Regions from separate parts of the Mus musculus genome. Here all the other regions are linked to region 5. A link is a contact called in public Hi-C and promoter capture Hi-C data. All regions are on one chromosome and are shown on one strand. The core of a region is the stretch at or near the end of the contact, and the rest is flanking DNA. Distances in the headings are between cores, read along the strand shown. Region 1 holds the start of Cpsf2 (cleavage and polyadenylation specific factor 2). Region 2 holds the start of Glrx5 (glutaredoxin 5). Region 3 holds the start of Dicer1 (dicer 1, ribonuclease type III). Region 4 holds the start of Gsc (goosecoid homeobox). Region 5 holds the start of Ddx24 (DEAD box helicase 24). Region 6 holds the start of Trip11 (thyroid hormone receptor interactor 11).

Region 1 (2,700 bases), core at 63-2,562, 1.4 Mb after region 5:
TCTGCACCAACCACTCTTCCAGTTTTTGATTTGTTAAAAATCTCCCCAACAGTGCTCAGCCTTCTCAAGTTTTTAATCCCTCTTCTGCACCCAGGAATAACTTTGTTCTCCCAGGCTTAGCAAATTCCTCTTGATCTGGCTCAGGTGCAAGCTTTTCATTGTCCCCAGGTAAAGCTTCATTACTTAGCACAAAGGAGGCAGGAGGAGTGTTTGCCAAGGGATGATGATTGTGTCCAAAAGCGATCATCTTTGCATCTCCCAAACCAAGCACAGTGCTCGAAGCAATAGAAATAAATGTGCTGAACGCACTGAACCCACCATATCGGGAATTCCCCCAGGGCAGTGACTTCGACTACCTCTGCTTCATCTCGAATATATACCAGATACTTGCTTTCTCAAGAATGATCGTTCACGCTGAGGTCAACTAATGAGAAATACGCAAAGACGGATCTGGACTAGTCCTGGGGCTCACAGTGGGAGAAGTCTCTCTTTAATCGTTCAGGTAAAGAAAGGCTTTGAAAGGGGCAAAGGAATCGTAAAATTAAAGGGTAGAAAAGTAGGCATAGATGATGCTTAAGTTCTCCTTGTCACAGGGGCCAGAGTACTGGGGCTGGATATGGCCTGACTTCTGGTTTCCTGAAAAGTACGTAAGCAAGGAAACTAGGAATGGGATCTTGGGAAACGTGGTGATTGTGGTAGCGCCGAGAGAAGTTAATTCTATCAAGGCGTGGCATGAGCCTCTCAAGGGTCTTTGGAATTAAGGAGCTACGAAGGCACCTGCTGGCCTCGTGTTCTCTGAGCCCAAGATGGGAAAGGCAGAGATGGGGAGGCTTGGGGAGTACGGCGGTACAAGGGGAAAGAGCCCAGGCTGGACGCGGATTAACTTTTAGCTCCAGCTGATGAAAGCTCAGAGGAACTAGACAGGAGGGAGGGCAAGGAGGAAGCATAGGCGCGCCCCAACACCCCGAGGTTTCAGCCCGGGGAAAAGTCACTTCTCTTCCCCCTTGCGGAACGCTTGTTCCAGGAACCACGGAGACTGTCACAACCGAAACCGCGGGAGCGCGTCCGGGCGACACCGGGCCGACGCGGGAACCCATCCCCTTGAGGGCCTCCTCCCAACCCGAAGGCTCCTTTCCGTCTCCCGTCCTCACCTGCCAGGCCAATCTCCCCCCGGCACCGTCCGCCGCCCTTCCCAACCCCTAGTGGAACGCAGGTCGGAGAGCGAGCAGAGCTAGCGCGCGCTCAGCGGCGGAGAGCAGCCGGCAGGAGCCCCTGTGTGGTGGCCGCCATCTTGGGCCTGAGCAGAGCGGCTGAGGCGGGGACGACCCGGGCGACACCATCTGTAGGGGTGGTGACGAACCGGGTCAGGGAAGAGGACAGCGCAAAAGCTCGCAAACCTTGTCAGCCTGGATCCACGTCTTATTCAAAACGTGTCGCGATCATTCACAGCTTAAGATGTACGGGATTCGCGCGTGAGAAGGGAGAGAGAAGCGCCGGTTTGCCGACGCCACCCCCTCTCATCAGGGCTGGCGCGGCGAGTGGCAGCTCCTTAGGTCACGGCTTCCGCCGGCGCCAGTGGCCTAGCTCCCTGCGGCTGTCCTTGGTCGCCTTGTCACCAGGCTGAAGGTGGGTCTGGGGACCCCGGCGCCACCCGTGGTGGTGATGCGGGCGGGAGGGTTCTGGGGAACGCTCGCATGGAGGGGAAACAGGGTCGCCTTCGGTGACCCCTGCGCGCTGCCCGCCCCACGCCTTTTACAAAGACTGCTCTGGGGACGATCTGATGGCCTGGCTCTCGGGGGACTCGGAAGGGTTCTCAAGGATCCGACTCTTGAGCCCACAATAGGGAATGCAGCTCCTATCCAGAAGCGGGGCGCGGTCGCCCAGGCGTCTGTCTCCTCGTCCAACTCTCCTGATTGTGAAACCCGCACGTAGCCATTTGCCTTTTAAAAACAAGGCTTTCTGCTTGGTTTCCAGTCCGTGTTATGATCTCAACGGTTTCGGTTTTGCTCCATCCATTCCATATCTTAGGTGACACTTTGTAATAATTATAAAGAACTGTGGGGTCCAGTCCAACACAAGGTATTATCTCTTAAAAAGTCTACATGTGCCTGCAGTGGTGGTGGCGCATGCCTTTAATCCCAGCACTTGGAAAGCAGAGGCAGGTGGATTTCTGAGTTCAAGGCCAGGCTGGTCTACAGAGTGAGTTCCAGGGCAGCCAGGGCTTTAAAGAGAACCCCTGTCTTGAAAAACAAAACAACAAAAAAAGTCTACATGTTTCCAGCATGAATCCAGATAGAAGACTCAGCAAAATAAGACTCACAGCAGTGTCTGTTATTCTTGAAAAGGGAAAGAAACTTTAATCCCAGCACTTGGAAAGCAGAGGCAGGTGGTATTTAAGGGAAATACCTTGTGTTAGAGAAAAATATTAAGAAATATGTGGGATGTGGGGTTAGTTGTTTTTTGTTTTTAAAAAGTCTCACACACACACACATGGAGAGAGAGAGAGAGAGAGAGAGAGAGAGAGAGAGAGAGAGAGAGAGAGGCTCTGCAAAGAAGAAAAGAGAGGAGGAGTTATTTAACTGTTTACCTCCGTACACAGGAGAGAGAGTAGAACAAAAGAGCTTAAGCCTGATCAGGATACAGATTGTCTGGGGACTATGCTAATCCTGACTCTTTACCCTATACTTAAAGCAAGTTACT
Region 2 (2,700 bases), core at 188-2,687, 1.6 Mb before region 5:
TAGTATTACAGTAGGCTGTGCTGCAGACCCACCACAGATGATTCCAAGCCAAACCTGCTCTCCACGGCCCCAGCCTCATCAAGAAGAATGACCATACGACGAACAACTATAATCAGTAATTGCAAATGTTGCATACTCCATTCTAACACAGACAAGTCTCCTCTCAGCACAGTGACCAACCCAGAGCACTAAATCAGTAAGATGGGGGGGGGGGGGCTACTTGAATACAGGGTTCCCCGGATTCCACTGAAGGAGGAGCAGGGTGCGGGGAGGGGGCAGCTTTCCCATTACCCGGCCCACCTTGACCGATTCTTGCCAAGAATCAGAACCAAATCCCTGGCCTTTCTCTTCCTCGCTCACAGCAAGCACAAGACGGAGAGAAAGGCGCCTGCCTGGTACTGTGTATAAAGGATTCCAACTAGACGTCAGGACGCAGTCGCTTTGCCTTGGGGCCAGTAAAAAGCTGTTCTGCTCTCTGCCCTTTGGGCCCAACCTGGCCGCAGTTTGCTAATCTGGTCGGGGGTCAGAAGTTTTCTTAGTGGCTTCCTCTTTCCGCTGAGCCTCTACCATGTCTTAGTCTCCACACACTGTTCTTTGATGCTACAGTATCTAAAAAACAAACTTCGTGTCTTTCCCAACGTGAGTCCGGCTAGACTATGGTGAAACCTTCTCTCCAGCAAGAAGACAGTCCCTGACCCTCGGGGCCTTAAACATTATTAGTCAGCCTCTGACCTCGTTAGGCACACACAGGCAAGCCTGAAACCTCTTCCCTACATACGTAGTAGCATCAGTCCCTCACCTAGCAAGTACGCTGCTGGCTTCCAAGCCCTCAAATTGTCCCCAAGGGTATTCGCAGTGAGTCCCCCTCTCAGCCAGCCACTCCCCAGTCGACCTGCTCAGAGGGGATCATGATGCCGACTACCCCCTCTCCTATGCAGTCAGAAACATCTCGCCCCGAGGTGGGCCGAGGCGAACCCTCCGCCCATGTGGCTACACAACCAGGGAAGGCCCTTGCTCCTCGGGATCTGCTCAAGTTCACCGCGCCCTCGCAATCGGATCCCACGGGCCTGACCTTGCCTCAGCTCCGGGTCGTCCAGCACGTTGTAGGCCGCATAGTCGCGAACACCGTGCAGCCGCAGAATCTGCACCACGGCGTTGCTGAAGCCGCACTGGGGCTGCTCGGGCGTCCCCTTGAGGAACACCACCACCTTGTCCTTCTTCACCAGCGCGTCCAGCTGCTCCGCCTGGCCGCCCGAGCTCGCCGCCCGCACGCCGGCTCCGGGCAGGCCACCGCCACCAGCGCTTCGCCCCCAGCGCAGCAGAGCCGCCGCCGCCCGGCTCAGGGACGCGCTCATGCCCGCTCGCTGTCCACCGCCTCTGCGGCCACTCCAGGGCTTACAGAGCCCGTGGTGTCCGGCCGGCCCACCAGAGGCTCTCATTGGACAAGCTCTGGGATGAGTCTCGTGATTGGACAATACTGGCTCAATTCCACCAATCACATCGCTTACACCGTAGGGTGGGCCTTCCCTGGGAGCCGCGTCCTACAGGCTTGCTAGTGAGCGAGGACGACCGCTTTGCGTGTTGATTGGACAAATCGGACGTCCGTCGGTGAAGGGCATGAAGAGGCGTGACTAGAGGAAGCCGGCTTTCCTCGTGCGGGCGTTCGAGGCCTGGCCGGATACGCCAAGATGATAGGGCAGGCGCGAGGCGGGGCTTCTGCCGCCCGCGGCACGCCGGGAAGGAGTCACGTCCAGACGCAGCTTCCGGTTCCTTTTGCGGTGATTGCTACGGTAACGCGGCCGGTAGTCCTGCGATGGCGTGCACCAGAGAGGAGGTGGCCTTCCATGCCTCACCGGCTGAGGCCAGCCGCGAACCTGGCGTGTCCTGGTCTGCCCGGGGCTCCAGCCTCCGACCCGCCATGCACATGGACATCCAAGCCGTGTCCTGCGGCCTCCCGTGGGATTCTTCCTCCAGAATGAGGTTTTTTTTTTTTTTAGCATAAAACTATAAGTATTGTGTATGTATGATCTGCGTGCATGCATCTTCAGAAGACGACTTTTATAAAGGGTCCGGGGATGGAACTCTAGCTTGCAGGGTAAGTCCCTTGGCACGCTGAGCCCTCTCCCTGGCCTCTAGAATGATGCTCTTCTCGTAGAAACGTGTAAAGTGCTCTAGCCGTGGGACGGCTGGCTTTGGGGTCTCGGTGACTACTGGGGTCGGGAAGGATTGAAAGAACAAGGGAATTGGTGGGTTGCCGGGCCCTGTGGCCATTGTCTGCAACGTTGCCTTGCCTCTTAAGAGGCTGAGGCAGGAGGATCAGTTGAACTCAGGAGTTCTAAATAAGCCCGAGTCAGCCCGGGCCGTACAGCAGGACCCTTTTTAAGAGGGAAAACGGAGGGTGAGGATGTAGCTCAGTAGGAAGTCGTTTTCCTAGTGTAAGCGACGTCCAGAGTTCCACCCCGTCACATGCACACAGACAGTAATAAAAGAGAGTATTCTCTTAGTGAATTCCGGTGTAGATGATGATGGCCCCAGGGTAGAGTGCTTGCTTGCACATCTGCTGGGGATGGTGCAGAAGAGTGGGCAGGCGCGTCGTTTTTTTACATGGACTTCCCCCTAGAACAGAGCCCCGGGTGTGGTCAGTTCTCCCGCCGGTAGTACGCAGATCCAGATCCTGGCCAGCAGGCCTCCGCAGCCCAC
Region 3 (2,700 bases), core at 178-2,677, 1.3 Mb before region 5:
CCTTGATCTGTGATTTTGCTATGGTAACCTCCTCCTCCTCATGCTGGGATAGTCCAAATCCATTTTTTTTTTTGAAAGACAGCCGAGGATGTGGTGCACGCCTTTAATCCCAGTGCTTGGGAGGCAGAGGCAGTTGGATCTTTATGAGTTCAAGGCCAATTTGGTGTACAGAGCAAGTTCCAGGACAGCCAGAGCTATACAGAGAAACATTGTGTCGAAAAACAAAACAAAACAAAACAAAACAAAACAAATGGACCATATTGCCTCCAAGTTAAAGGTAAAGAAATCAGAAACATCTGCTAATGGACAAGGAGTTAGTCTTTAAAAAAATATCTTTTTTTTTTCCCGAGACAGGGTTTCTCTGTGTAATAGCCCTGGCTGTCCTGGAATTCACTCTGTAGACCAAGCTGGTCTCGGACCCAGAAATCCGCCTGCCTCTACCTCCCAAGTGTTGGGATTAAAGGCGTGCCCCACCACGCCCGGCGTGGCACACACGTTTAAACCCAAAAATTGAGAGGCAGAGGCAGGCGGAGTTTGAGGACAGCCTGGTCTACATAGTGAGACCTACTTTCGAAATAACAGTAATAAAAAAATTGAAACAAATGACACTAGTATTTATTCAAATAAACAAATCACTTGCACTTATTAAAGATTAGCCTTAATTTGGAGAGGTAACAACCACTACGTGGGACTGTTGGACATAGTTCAGACGGACAGGTAAGCGCTTCCAGTGGCTGAGAGAAGCCCGGGGCTAGAAGCGTCCATCCCTCACCTGGAGTACCAGTCTATTCCGGAGTCTTTTTCCAAGATGCCTACACGGAGGTGGGGGAGGGTCCTACACTAAGATGGTTTTCTTTAAGTCGGTCTCTTTACTCCTCTGATCTCAGCAAGAAGACGCAGCAGAAAGCTCAGCCTTATAAAACCAAGTTTGCACGCCGCGGGCATTTTCTGGTTATTCAAGTTGGTTTTGAGGGCTGCCCAAAGAGATCAGTTCTTTGGACCAAAAGAGCGGTGCAGCGGGGCTTGCGGATGGGGGCGATGTGTGCCATCATCAGGAAGGGAAAGGAGCCGGGAGCTGGGACTGCGTAGCCCCAGCGGCGCGTTCAGGATTCCGGCCGGCCGGCAGGCTGGCTGACTGCGTTGCAGAGCTCGGTCTTCGCATTGGGCCTCCGACGCGGCCTCGGCCCGAGTCTGCTGTCTCCCGGCTTCTGAGTGGCTGGGGGGCCGGGGTTAACCTTTCACCTCCGCGCTCCGTCCAATCACAGGACGGCTTTCATGCGGCCGCGGGGCGAGCGAGCGAGGGGGCGCGGAGCGGCGGCGCGACGCCGGTGGGATTCTCCAAGCCGCTGTGCGCCGTCGCCGCGGGCCGAGCGCGGGCTGCGGGCGAGCAGGGCGCTGCGCAGTCTCCGCAGGCGCGGGCGGGAGGGGTCGGGGCGCGGCGCGGTGCGGCGCGGGCGGCTCCGGGCCCAGGTGAATGGAGTAACCTGACAGCGGGAACGAGACGACGGCGAGCGGCAGGAAATGGCGGCGGCGGCGGCGGCGCCGGGCGGCACCGGGAGGCCTGGGCTGTGACGCGCGCGCCGGAGCGGGGTCCGATGGTTCTGGAAGGCCCGCGGCGCCCAGTGCTGCAGGTGAGGCGGGCTCCCTGCTGGGCCGCTTTGTGTCCGGGCCCGGGGGACGGCGATGCCCGGCCCGCCTCTTGCGCGAGGCCCGCGCGGGCGCCGGGAGCAGGCCGCGACGCCGAGCCCGGGCAGAGAACTGTCCACGCGGGCCTCTCCGCACCCCCGCCTTAGGAGGAGCGGCCTTTGACAGGTCCCGTTCCGCGTTCGAAGCCCGGGAGAAGACAGGAGGTATCCACGCGGGCCGGCGTCTCGGGAGCGACCCGGGCCTGCCAAATGGCGCGGGACCCCTGGATGCCTCCGAGGATCTGGAGGGGGACAAGGCCTCAGCGAGGTGCGGGCTGGAGCCCTGGGAAGGACTGTTGTGTGTTTATTGGCAGGTGACCAAGGCTGGCCCTAGGGGGTGGGTGGCCCAGGCCATGTTTTGTGCCCCTCCCCTTTTAGGTCGTCTGGACCTTGCGAAGAAGGGTCTTTGCTTAAGGGGCTTTCGTTCAGCCAAATCTGTGTGCATCTCCAGCCAGCACACCAAATTGGTGTGGATTGCCTAGCAGAGATGAGCTGCCCTTGTGACTTTGCCTTCAGGACAGAGCCAGTGTCCTGAAGACTTGCCCAAATGGATGACTGGGAGTCTATGATCTGTAATAGTCCTTGCTTTTATGAGTAGACTTGTGATTAAAGGGTTAGTTACCGATATATGATGCCCTAAGTATTATGGTGATCAAGTGTTGAAAGACGTCATCGGGTGAAAGAGACTTACTTGGGAGTTCGCTCCTGAGTTTCTGAATCTTTGATTGTTAGTTTTCTGAGGAACCTCACTGTAAGTCAGTAGGAAAGGATGCAGTTCAAGAGTTAAGCAACTTGAGATATGTTTTTCAAACCTGTTGTAAAGTAGGATCGCTGAGTTGGAAATTCATTGGTATAAACATTTTAAGTTTTCTAGGCAAAAATTTTCATGGTAACCAAGGACCTGAAATGTAACCGAAAGGTGAATACTGGGTGAGGCTTGTAGCAAGCAGTAGTTTGGGTGTTTTTGGAAATATCTTTTTGATATCTTTGGGGACTGAGTTCTGGAATAATCTGT
Region 4 (2,700 bases), core at 74-2,573, 1.0 Mb before region 5:
AGCGCGCAGATCTAGGCTGGCTGCGCCTCCCGCGGTTCGGCCGTGCCTCACGGAGAATCCCGCAAATCATCACGGCCGCCCGCAGTGGCCCGACTTTTGTCCAGGCCGCTGGGGTCCCCCGGAGGCCAGCGCGGGCCTGGAAGGACAGCTAGAGGCCTTTCGGAGAGCTCGCTGATTGAGAGAGGGACGCCACTCAATATGTTGAGAAAGGAGACAGGCAGTCCCGGTAGATCCCACGAGAATTAAAGCCAAAAAAATTTTTTTTGGGGGGGGGGAAGGCACCCCTTCTCCCAGACTAATAATCAAAAATACACAGAACCTATCGGCACCCACGCGGGAAGCCTCTGGAAGCATCGCTTCAGAGCGCTCCTCTGGGTGGTGAATTTTAAAGACTGGCTGAATTTGCTCTTCACTGGTGTGTTAGGAGCTAGGGAGAGTCAGGGTAGTTTTCAGACCCAGAGTGACCGCTTTAAGAAGAAGAAGAAGAAAAAAGACAACTTGTACGAAGGCGGACGCGTTTCTACTTTCATGGTTTTTGCTCTGAGAAAATTTGGCTTTCGCAAAAACAAAAGATTTTGGGAAAGAGACGGAGGGGGGGGTGGAGAAGTGAAATTAGGCAGTGAGTTCACGGGGTAGGGGGTTGGCTGCGGGGGGGGGGCACTTTCAGTCTTAGTTGAGGGAGGACACAGCCACCCTCATTTCTTAAAAGCAAACAGATTCCGAAAGAGAGTAAAAAGTAGTCCTAAAGTAAAATTAGCCACAATGAATTTGAGCTACAACCATAGGAAATCGCACCCCATAATAGAGAGAAAAGGGTCGGGGCGGAGAGGTCGGCGGCGGAGTTGTTAACGGCGGCAGGACAATAGTATTAATAAGATTAACCTGGGCAATTAGGCCGCCCGCCCAGCAAGGCCGGGGCCGCGCCGGGGCTGCCGAATGGAAAAGATTAGGTTAATTTCATTAATTCTCAATCCACAATCTTTTTCAGGCCCTGTGGCCCCCCTCCTCTTGGCATCTCTCCCCCTCCCCTGCAAGCGCCCCCCGCCCACCCCCACCTCCCCATTCCACACCACCCAAAGGAAAAGAAAAGGACCAAATCTGGTTCTGTTTGTCATCTGCATATTACCAGGAACTAAATCCAGGATGACGTCGACTCAGTATAAAACCAACAAGAGGTTGAGCCGGTCGGAGCTGCGTCCTACCCGCGGGTTGAGTTCAGCTAGGCGGCGGCGAGGGGAGGAGAGGGCGGGAGGAGGGAGTTCGGACGCAGGGGGCGGGGAGGGGCGCGAGTTGCGCGCTCGCCCGCGCTCTCTTTCGGTTTGCTCGCCCGCGGGAGCAGAGAGTGGGACAATTCCCAACCCCCACCCCAAACAACACCACTTGGAGACTTCTTCTTCTTCGGCGCGTCCCCGCCGCCCCCCGGTCCCGACGCGGGGCTCGGGGATGCCCGCCAGCATGTTCAGCATCGACAACATCCTGGCCGCCCGGCCGCGCTGCAAAGACGCGGTGCTCCCGGTGGCGCCCAGCGCCGCGGCTCCGGTGGTCTTCCCGGCTCTACACGGGGACTCGCTCTACGGCGCCGGCGGCGGCACCTCCTCGGACTACGGCGCCTTCTACCCGCGCCCTGTGGCCCCCGGAGGCGCGGGCCTCCCGGCCGCGGTCGGCAGCTCCCGCCTGGGCTACAACAGCTACTTCTACGGGCAGCTGCACGTGCAGGCGGCGCCCGTGGGCCCGGCTTGCTGCGGGGCTGTGCCGCCGCTGGGCGCCCAGCAGTGCTCCTGCGTCCCGACGCCCCCAGGTAGGGTCGCGATCGCTCGCGAGCCGGCCTTCGCCACTGCGGCAGTCGGTGGCTGCCGGGGCATGGACGCGCGGTTTGCTTGCTTTACTCACCTGGCACCAACTTTCTCCCTTTGCAAGCCTTCCCCGTTCTCCCATTTATTTATTTATCTTTTACTTTTAATTAATTAATATATTTTTGGGTCACCGGGTACGGGGACTTTGCATACGTCTACTGTAAACTTTAGGTTAGAGTTTAAAAAGCCGAGTCACCGGGAGTCTCGGGGCGACTCCACGCGCGCGCGGGAATGAAGTGAGGACGCGGGGAGATTCTAAAGTGCCTGAACTGGCTTTTGGATGTGTGCAGGCAGACGCTCCTTCCACGTCTGGGCATCCCTGGTCTCGGTGCCCCCCAAAGACATAGCGCCCCTTGCAGACTTTTTTTATTTTTAAGTGAGCGAGGGCAGCGAGCGGGTTGGCTTACGGTGCCGAGGGAGGATGACTGACTCCCGTCCCTCTCTCTGTCGCAGGCTACGAGGGCCCCGGTTCTGTACTGGTGTCTCCGGTGCCGCACCAGATGCTGCCCTACATGAACGTGGGCACGCTGTCGCGCACTGAGCTGCAGCTGCTCAACCAGCTGCACTGTCGGCGGAAGCGGCGGCACCGCACCATCTTCACCGATGAGCAGCTCGAAGCCCTGGAGAACCTCTTCCAGGAGACGAAGTACCCAGACGTGGGCACTCGGGAGCAGCTGGCCAGGAAGGTGCACCTTCGGGAGGAGAAGGTGGAGGTAGGCAAGAGCCCCAGCGGGGGTGGGCTGGGGTGGGGGCGTCTAGCGGTCCTTCCCTGCACGCGGCTTTTGCCGGGTCCTCCTTTGGGATGTGGCCACTCTAAGAGCATCCCAGAGGCTGTGGCCTGGAGGCT
Region 5 (2,700 bases), core at 62-2,561:
CCCTCCCAAAGGTTTATTATTATAAATAAGTACACTGTGGCTGTCTTCAGACATGCCAGAAGCAGGCGTCAGATCTCATTACCAGTGTTTGTGGGCCACCATGTGGCTGCTTGAATTTGAACTCAGGACCTTAGGATGAGCAGTCAGTGCGCTACCTGCTGAGCCATCTCACCAGCCCCTCCTTTATTCTTTTTAACAAGATATCTCTTTTACGTTTTTAGGTGTATGTCTGTGCACCACGTGTTTGCAGCACCCACTGAGGCCAGAAGGGGGCATCAGATCCTCTGGTCAGGAATTATGGATGGTTGTGAGTTGCTATATGGGTGCTGGGAACTGAACACAGATCCCTCGGAAGAGCAGTCTGTGCTTGTAACCACTGAGCCAACTCTCCAGCCCGCCTTTTTTCCCCTCTCTATTCAGGGTGGTGTGCGGAAGCATTTTTGTTTTCATAAAAATTTCATGCATCTCTTTTTGCTCTTGTCTATCCTTTTGGCGTCTTGGTGAAAGTCCCTTGCCAATGACAACACTCTGTTATCTAATTCAGTGTTAGGTGTGTATCTCATAATGCTGACACGGAAAAAAAAAAACTGATCTAAGTTAAGATATAAAAGAATACATTTTCAGGTCTTCGGAGATGGCTCAGTGGGAAGCGTGCTTCCATATGCATGGAAGACTAGTTTATTTATTTTTTTAATTTATATGAGTACATTGCAGCTGTCTTCAGACACACTAGAAGAATACATTGGATCCTATTATAGATGGTTGTGAGCCACCATGTGGTTGCTGGGAATTGAACTCAGGACCTCTGGAAGAGCAGTCAGTGCTCTTAACCTCTGAGCCATCTATACAGCCTCTAAGACTAGTTTAAATCTCCAGCACAAACATCAAAAAACAATCAAACTAAACAGGCAAATGTATCGTGACCAGCTCTGTGCAGTAGGAAAGGCACTACGAACTGGAGAACATGGCTCTTTCAACCCAGGGTTAGGTGGTTTATAAATTAGGTAAGGAAATGTTTTAAGGCTCCAGGTAGTCAGTTACTCATGCATGTGGGACAGCTACTGCACACAAACCAGACAGCGATTACCCGGGCGCTTGCGCTCCCTAGCGTCCAGGAAGGAGCTCCGAAACATTGCCTAAACCATAAACAGGAAGCGTAACCTAGGCCACACAGGGCCCGCCCCCCAGCTCAGTCCTCCGAGTTCCAGCCAAAGTCCTGAGAGAGTGCCAATCAGATAGACGCTTCCGCACAGAGGCGGAACTTCCTTCCTTAGCGCGCACGCGTGCCCGGAGCTCCGCCCCGGAACTGCAGTACTGAAGCTGCTGCAGTTCCGGGTCGGGTTGGCGCAAACGGCCCGGCGTGTGAGGTGACTGCGGCGGTGAGTGCTCTTTGTGGGTTCGGAGCGGAGCAGGCCCTGGCCGGCTGCGGAGGGGCTCCCCGGTGTCTTCGAAGCATCGTGGCTCACCGGTGTCCCCACAACCTTGGTTGCCGGTGGCTCATGCTTTGCTGTGGGCATCAAGGCCCGGCAACCTCCCTTGAAGCCCTCGTGGGACTCTGGCAGAAGGCACAGGTCACTCCCCCGCGCCCTATTTCTAGTGACGTTCCCTTCACCTTGTCAAGGTGGGGCCGAGGTGCGGCGGGGGTCGGGGGGTCGCCGTGCGTCCCATGCCATCCTCACAGACGCCATGTTAAGCGGTTTTTGACGTGCGTCACTATTTCGTATTCAGATGAGGACCCAGTGCGATAAATATCTCATTATCCTCAATTTGTAGATAAGGAGACTGAGGCACAGAGATGTGCAGCAAACACCGAGCAGGATCCAGATTTGAATCGAGTTTTGCCTTACTCTCTCCACAATGTCCCTTTTCATTTAGAGAGGACCCATGTAGCGCCACTTCCACACAGATGAGTCGTGCATACTCAGACTTTAAAGACAGGGTCTTGTGTAGCCAAGGCTGGCTTTGAGCTCCTGATCTTCCATCTCCATTCCTGAGGGCAGGATACCGGCTATGTACGGTTTTACGCAGTGCTAGGGGGGGTGGAACCTAGGACTTGACGTGTTTCAACCTATCTGGCCAAGGCCAAGATGATGGAAATGGCACTTGTCTTGTTCTACCAGGGAAAAAAGCACGCCGTATCTCAGATTCTTACTCCGTGTTCAAAATGGCTTATCAAGCCTCTTTTGATACTTATTTTGTGTACAGTGTAAAATTAGTTATTATTAGATATTATCACACCCTTCTCATTTAGAAAGATTGTAACACTAAATTCTGAGAGGAGGTGGGTGGGTGGGGGTTGCATACAAAGTAAGTGTTGGAGCTAGGATCCTAACCAGAGATAGCTCATGTGTCCTTTACTGCCTGTGTCCCCTCTGCTCCAAGCCAAACTACCTATTCTGTGGGTGTGTTTCATTTTCTGGATTTGAGCATCTCCTCTATGTAAGTTAAGCCATCTCTGTGTCCTTGGCTGTTTGCAGGGTCTAGTACGTTTTAGGAAAGCGTGTGTTGCCCTAGAGCCTGTACCCCACAGTCACTAACCCAGAAGAACATTTCTTTTCAGCAACCATGAAGGTGAAGGAGACAAACTCAAAGCCAAAGTTGGCAAGCCGTGGCACGTTCCAGAGGAAGGGCATCAAGATTGTGGGGAAATGGAAGCAAGTGACGATCGACCCGAATCTGTTTGCAGATGGACAGATGGAT
Region 6 (2,700 bases), core at 97-2,596, 1.5 Mb after region 5:
CATCATTCTAGACGGAATAAAAGCCAGAGTCCTGTTCATGGGCTACTGGGCCCTTGGGACTCAACTTCTTCATGCCTTCTGGGTCCATACTTACAAATATTCCCCAATTCATTCTTAAGCCATCCTTGCCTTCTTATAAATTCTCAAAATTGCCAGGGGCCTCCAGCCAAAGGGACTTTATTATACTCAGTTATGTCTTATTGTCTAGATAAGCTATATGGGAGCGCCCCCCCCCCATAGCTGTATCTCTCACTTGCTCATTTCAAGTCTCTATGCAAGATTATCTTATTGTGGAGTCCTCAGCCATTTTCTACATCCCCAGGGCTCAACCTACTGTGGCATGCCCATACTCTCCTTACCTTACCCTGTTTTACTTTCTCCCTAACATTCCCTAGTGCCCAGAATTAACAGTAGACATGTTAAATCATTTGACGACTATATATACTACACTTAAAAACACTGTATTGGGCATGATGGTACATTCTTGTAATCCAGTACTCATGAGGTAGAAGCAGAAGGGTCATCAGTTCAAAACCAACCTGGATTATAGGAGAGCCTATCTCAAACAAGGGCTGAGGATGTGGCTAAGCCGAAAAGCCTCAATGCCTGTACAAGTCTCTGGATTTGATCTTCAGCACCAAAAATTCTCCATCATTCAAGCTGAAAGTGTAGCTCGTCAACCCCACCCCCAATGACAGTGTTCTGGCCTGCTGCTTCTCTTGGGTGTGTGTCTTTTCTTCATTTTCTTGTCTTCCTTACTACTAGCCACGTGTCTCTGTCCAATTCCTTGTTCTGGGACACGGAAGCTGAAAAACCCTCGGAGGCAACCCCTAAATTCAAATAGATATCTGGTGAAAATTATTCAGAGAGGGATCATTTGAGAGGCGGTCATGGGATCCCACAATCCTTTAAGTGCATGGTAACTGAAAACAAACACCAAAACAAGGGTTTTCTGCCTGGACATTTGAATTGCAACCCGCTTTTTCAGCTTTGTAGCCTCGTTTCCAACCCTCTGGCACGGATGCTCTTATATCCGCAGACGCTGGATAATAGAGTAATGCAGATGGATTGAGGTTGCTTCCCTGTGGGGTGGGACGACCCTATCGAATCCTAGCGATGCAATAGCTCTTGTAGACAGGATCAGAAGGCACTGTCAAGGGTTACTTCCTCTTACAAACAAAAGCAGCTGCGCAGGTGGGAAGAGCCACCGCCGCCGCCACTGCCTTTTCGGTCTCCACCTAAAGTTCCGCAGGTTACGCGGAAGTCACGGATCTGGCTGGCCCATTTACTTGGTCCTCCGCGATCCCACGGTCCTTCGCGCCCGGGACGCCTCTGGCAGCGGCCCTTCTACGCTATCGCGAAGCTTCTCTATGGTCACTGCCGCTTTCCCGGCAGTGTCATGGCGGCCGGCGTTGAGTTGGCAGGACTGGCCCACGAAACTGAGGAAAGTCAGTAAAGCTGAGAAAGAAGTAGTGCAGCCGCACGGCGGGAAGCCGTGGGAATGAGCAGAGGCCTCGCGGGGCCCACGGTGTCCACAACGGCGAACCCTTGGTGAAGCGTCAGGCCGGGCCTCGGCTTTCTGACGCGGCCGTTGGTGGGAGTGCCGTGTCCTGCGAGTCCTCAGCGTCTGGATCCGCACCAGCTTCGGCGTCCAGGGACATTTGGAGAGGACGTGTCCACCCGCAGCGATGTCGTCCTGGCTCGGGGGCCTCGGCTCCGGCTTGGGCCAGTCTCTCGGTCAAGTAGGGGGCAGCCTGGCTTCCCTCACTGGCCAGATTTCGAACTTCACGAAGGATATGCTGTTGGAGGGCACGGAGGATGTGCCAGGTAACAGCTGGAGCGAGGGCGGTGGGGCTCGGTTGGGATCCACTTGGTTCCGGGTCCGGTCGGTCGGCAGACGCGGACGGGTCCCGAAGGAGTCACTCCACGCTTTTTTCTCTGCTCTCCTCCCTTTACCTCCGTAGCCGCTTTTCCAGCCTTCAGGACCACGGTGGAGAATTCTGGACCTCTCCCCTCATTGAATACGCTGGATAGCTCAGCGAAGTGGACCTGCTGTTTCTATGCCGAATAGGGTTATTTGGGTGGCCCATGCCTATTACTTACTTCGCCCATAGTTTGGGGGCTGATCTCACTTTGATCCTATTCCTTTAGTATGACAACTAAAGTATGGCAATTGCCCTCCTTCCCCCCAAATACTTTGTAACATTAATTACTCAAGATTAAACACTTGATCTGGCTTTAGCACGTTGTTAGGGGAATAGGGCTGTTTTTCTATTCAATTGTTTTCTAATTTTGCTCATCTTGAAGACACTTTGCAGCTGAAAACGTAGTTTTGTGTAGGATGGCACATTCTCCCATACTTTTGGAGAACTTTATCTTTTGAGAATCTTACCTACCTTTACTCACTTTAAAACTTGAAAAATATTGTGGTGTCTCTGTCTGTCTGTCTGTCTGTCTCTCTGTGTGTGTGTGTGTGTGTGTAAATGATGCACATATGCATGAGTGTCTACCTCATCGCCCGTGTGTGGAGGCCAGTAGACAACATTGTGGAGTTCTCTTTTCCCCTTTAGGTGGAATTTGAGGATGGAATTCCTTTTACTTTGCTTGAACGACAAACACCTTTACTCACCCATTCACCTGGCCAGGCTCCTTCCCTTATTTTTGAAGTCATCATCTTGCCGTCCTAATGAATAGTGACCT

What was found. Promoter capture Hi-C pulls out the DNA fragments that hold promoters and counts their contacts. A called contact is a pair of places that touch in the nucleus more often than the background predicts. Capture Hi-C pulls out chosen DNA fragments and counts their contacts.
Region 1: a promoter capture Hi-C map of adipose tissue shows a contact between it and region 5, with 2.1 times the contacts expected there. The contact joins the promoter of Cpsf2 here to the promoter of Ddx24 in region 5. A contact is called at or near these places in 4 of 39 promoter capture datasets (embryonic stem cells, hematopoietic stem and progenitor cells, liver and 1 more), 1 of 484 Hi-C or Micro-C datasets (CD8 T cells), 3 of 115 datasets of contacts at active chromatin or transcription factors (T-cell acute lymphoblastic leukemia, astrocytes and thymic regulatory T cells) and 1 of 9 other capture datasets (adipose tissue).
Region 2: a contact with region 5 is called in a promoter capture Hi-C map of liver, with 2.5 times the contacts expected there. The contact joins the promoter of Glrx5 here to the promoter of Ddx24 in region 5. A contact is called at or near these places in 5 of 39 promoter capture datasets (the 3T3-L1 cell line, the C10 cell line, hippocampal neurons and 2 more), 5 of 484 Hi-C or Micro-C datasets (B cells, CD4 T cells, CD8 T cells and 2 more), 4 of 115 datasets of contacts at active chromatin or transcription factors (astrocytes, extraembryonic endoderm stem cells, stem cell-derived neural progenitor cells and 1 more) and 1 of 9 other capture datasets (liver).
Region 3: a contact with region 5 is called in a Hi-C map of B cells, with 9 read pairs. The contact joins the promoter of Dicer1 here to the promoter of Ddx24 in region 5. A contact is called at or near these places in 6 of 39 promoter capture datasets (the 3T3-L1 cell line, the C10 cell line, cranial neural crest and 3 more), 4 of 484 Hi-C or Micro-C datasets (B cells, CD4 T cells and the G1E-ER4 cell line), 6 of 115 datasets of contacts at active chromatin or transcription factors (astrocytes, embryonic stem cells, large pre-B cells and 2 more) and 3 of 9 other capture datasets (adipose tissue, liver and macrophages).
Region 4: a contact with region 5 is called in a promoter capture Hi-C map of embryonic stem cells, with 2.6 times the contacts expected there. The contact joins the promoter of Gsc here to the promoter of Ddx24 in region 5. A contact is called at or near these places in 2 of 39 promoter capture datasets (embryonic stem cells and hippocampal neurons).
Region 6: a promoter capture Hi-C map of liver shows a contact between it and region 5, with 3 times the contacts expected there. The contact joins the promoter of Trip11 here to the promoter of Ddx24 in region 5. A contact is called at or near these places in 3 of 39 promoter capture datasets (the C10 cell line, liver and pre-B cells), 2 of 115 datasets of contacts at active chromatin or transcription factors (astrocytes and thymic regulatory T cells) and 1 of 9 other capture datasets (liver).

Annotation. Positions count from the first base shown.
Region 1 is chr12:101,974,586-101,977,285 of GRCm38.p6, reverse strand. It overlaps Cpsf2 (cleavage and polyadenylation specific factor 2), which reads right to left and starts at 1,312. Exons shown (of 15, transcript NM_016856.3): 1 at 1,152-1,312. It overlaps Ndufb1 (NADH:ubiquinone oxidoreductase subunit B1), which reads left to right and starts at 1,548. Exons shown (of 3, transcript NM_001378525.1): 1 at 1,548-1,626.
Region 2 is chr12:105,031,355-105,034,054 of GRCm38.p6, reverse strand. Glrx5 (glutaredoxin 5) reads right to left here and starts at 1,437. Exons shown (of 2, transcript NM_028419.3): 1 at 1,073-1,437. The coding sequence starts at 1,355. Snhg10 (small nucleolar RNA host gene 10) reads left to right here and starts at 1,776. Exons shown (of 2, transcript NR_003145.3): 1 at 1,776-2,095. Gm46374 (a long non-coding RNA gene) reads left to right here. Exons shown (of 3, transcript XR_003950254.1): 2 at 1-196; 3 at 363-1,077.
Region 3 is chr12:104,750,679-104,753,378 of GRCm38.p6, reverse strand. It overlaps Dicer1 (dicer 1, ribonuclease type III), which reads left to right and starts at 1,427. Exons shown (of 27, transcript NM_148948.2): 1 at 1,427-1,631.
Region 4 is chr12:104,471,859-104,474,558 of GRCm38.p6, reverse strand. Gsc (goosecoid homeobox) reads left to right here and starts at 1,323. Exons shown (of 3, transcript NM_010351.1): 1 at 1,323-1,798; 2 at 2,307-2,566. The coding sequence starts at 1,444. It overlaps Gm10000 (a long non-coding RNA gene), which reads right to left and starts at 1,029. Exons shown (of 6, transcript XR_381874.2): 1 at 1-1,029.
Region 5 is chr12:103,424,458-103,427,157 of GRCm38.p6, reverse strand. Ddx24 (DEAD box helicase 24) reads left to right here and starts at 1,311. Exons shown (of 9, transcript NM_020494.4): 1 at 1,311-1,379; 2 at 2,561-2,700. The coding sequence starts at 2,566.
Region 6 is chr12:101,911,817-101,914,516 of GRCm38.p6, reverse strand. It overlaps Trip11 (thyroid hormone receptor interactor 11), which reads left to right and starts at 1,346. Exons shown (of 21, transcript NM_028446.1): 1 at 1,346-1,827. The coding sequence starts at 1,689. Gm20036 (predicted gene, 20036) reads right to left here and starts at 1,850. Exons shown (of 2, transcript NR_152255.1): 1 at 540-1,850.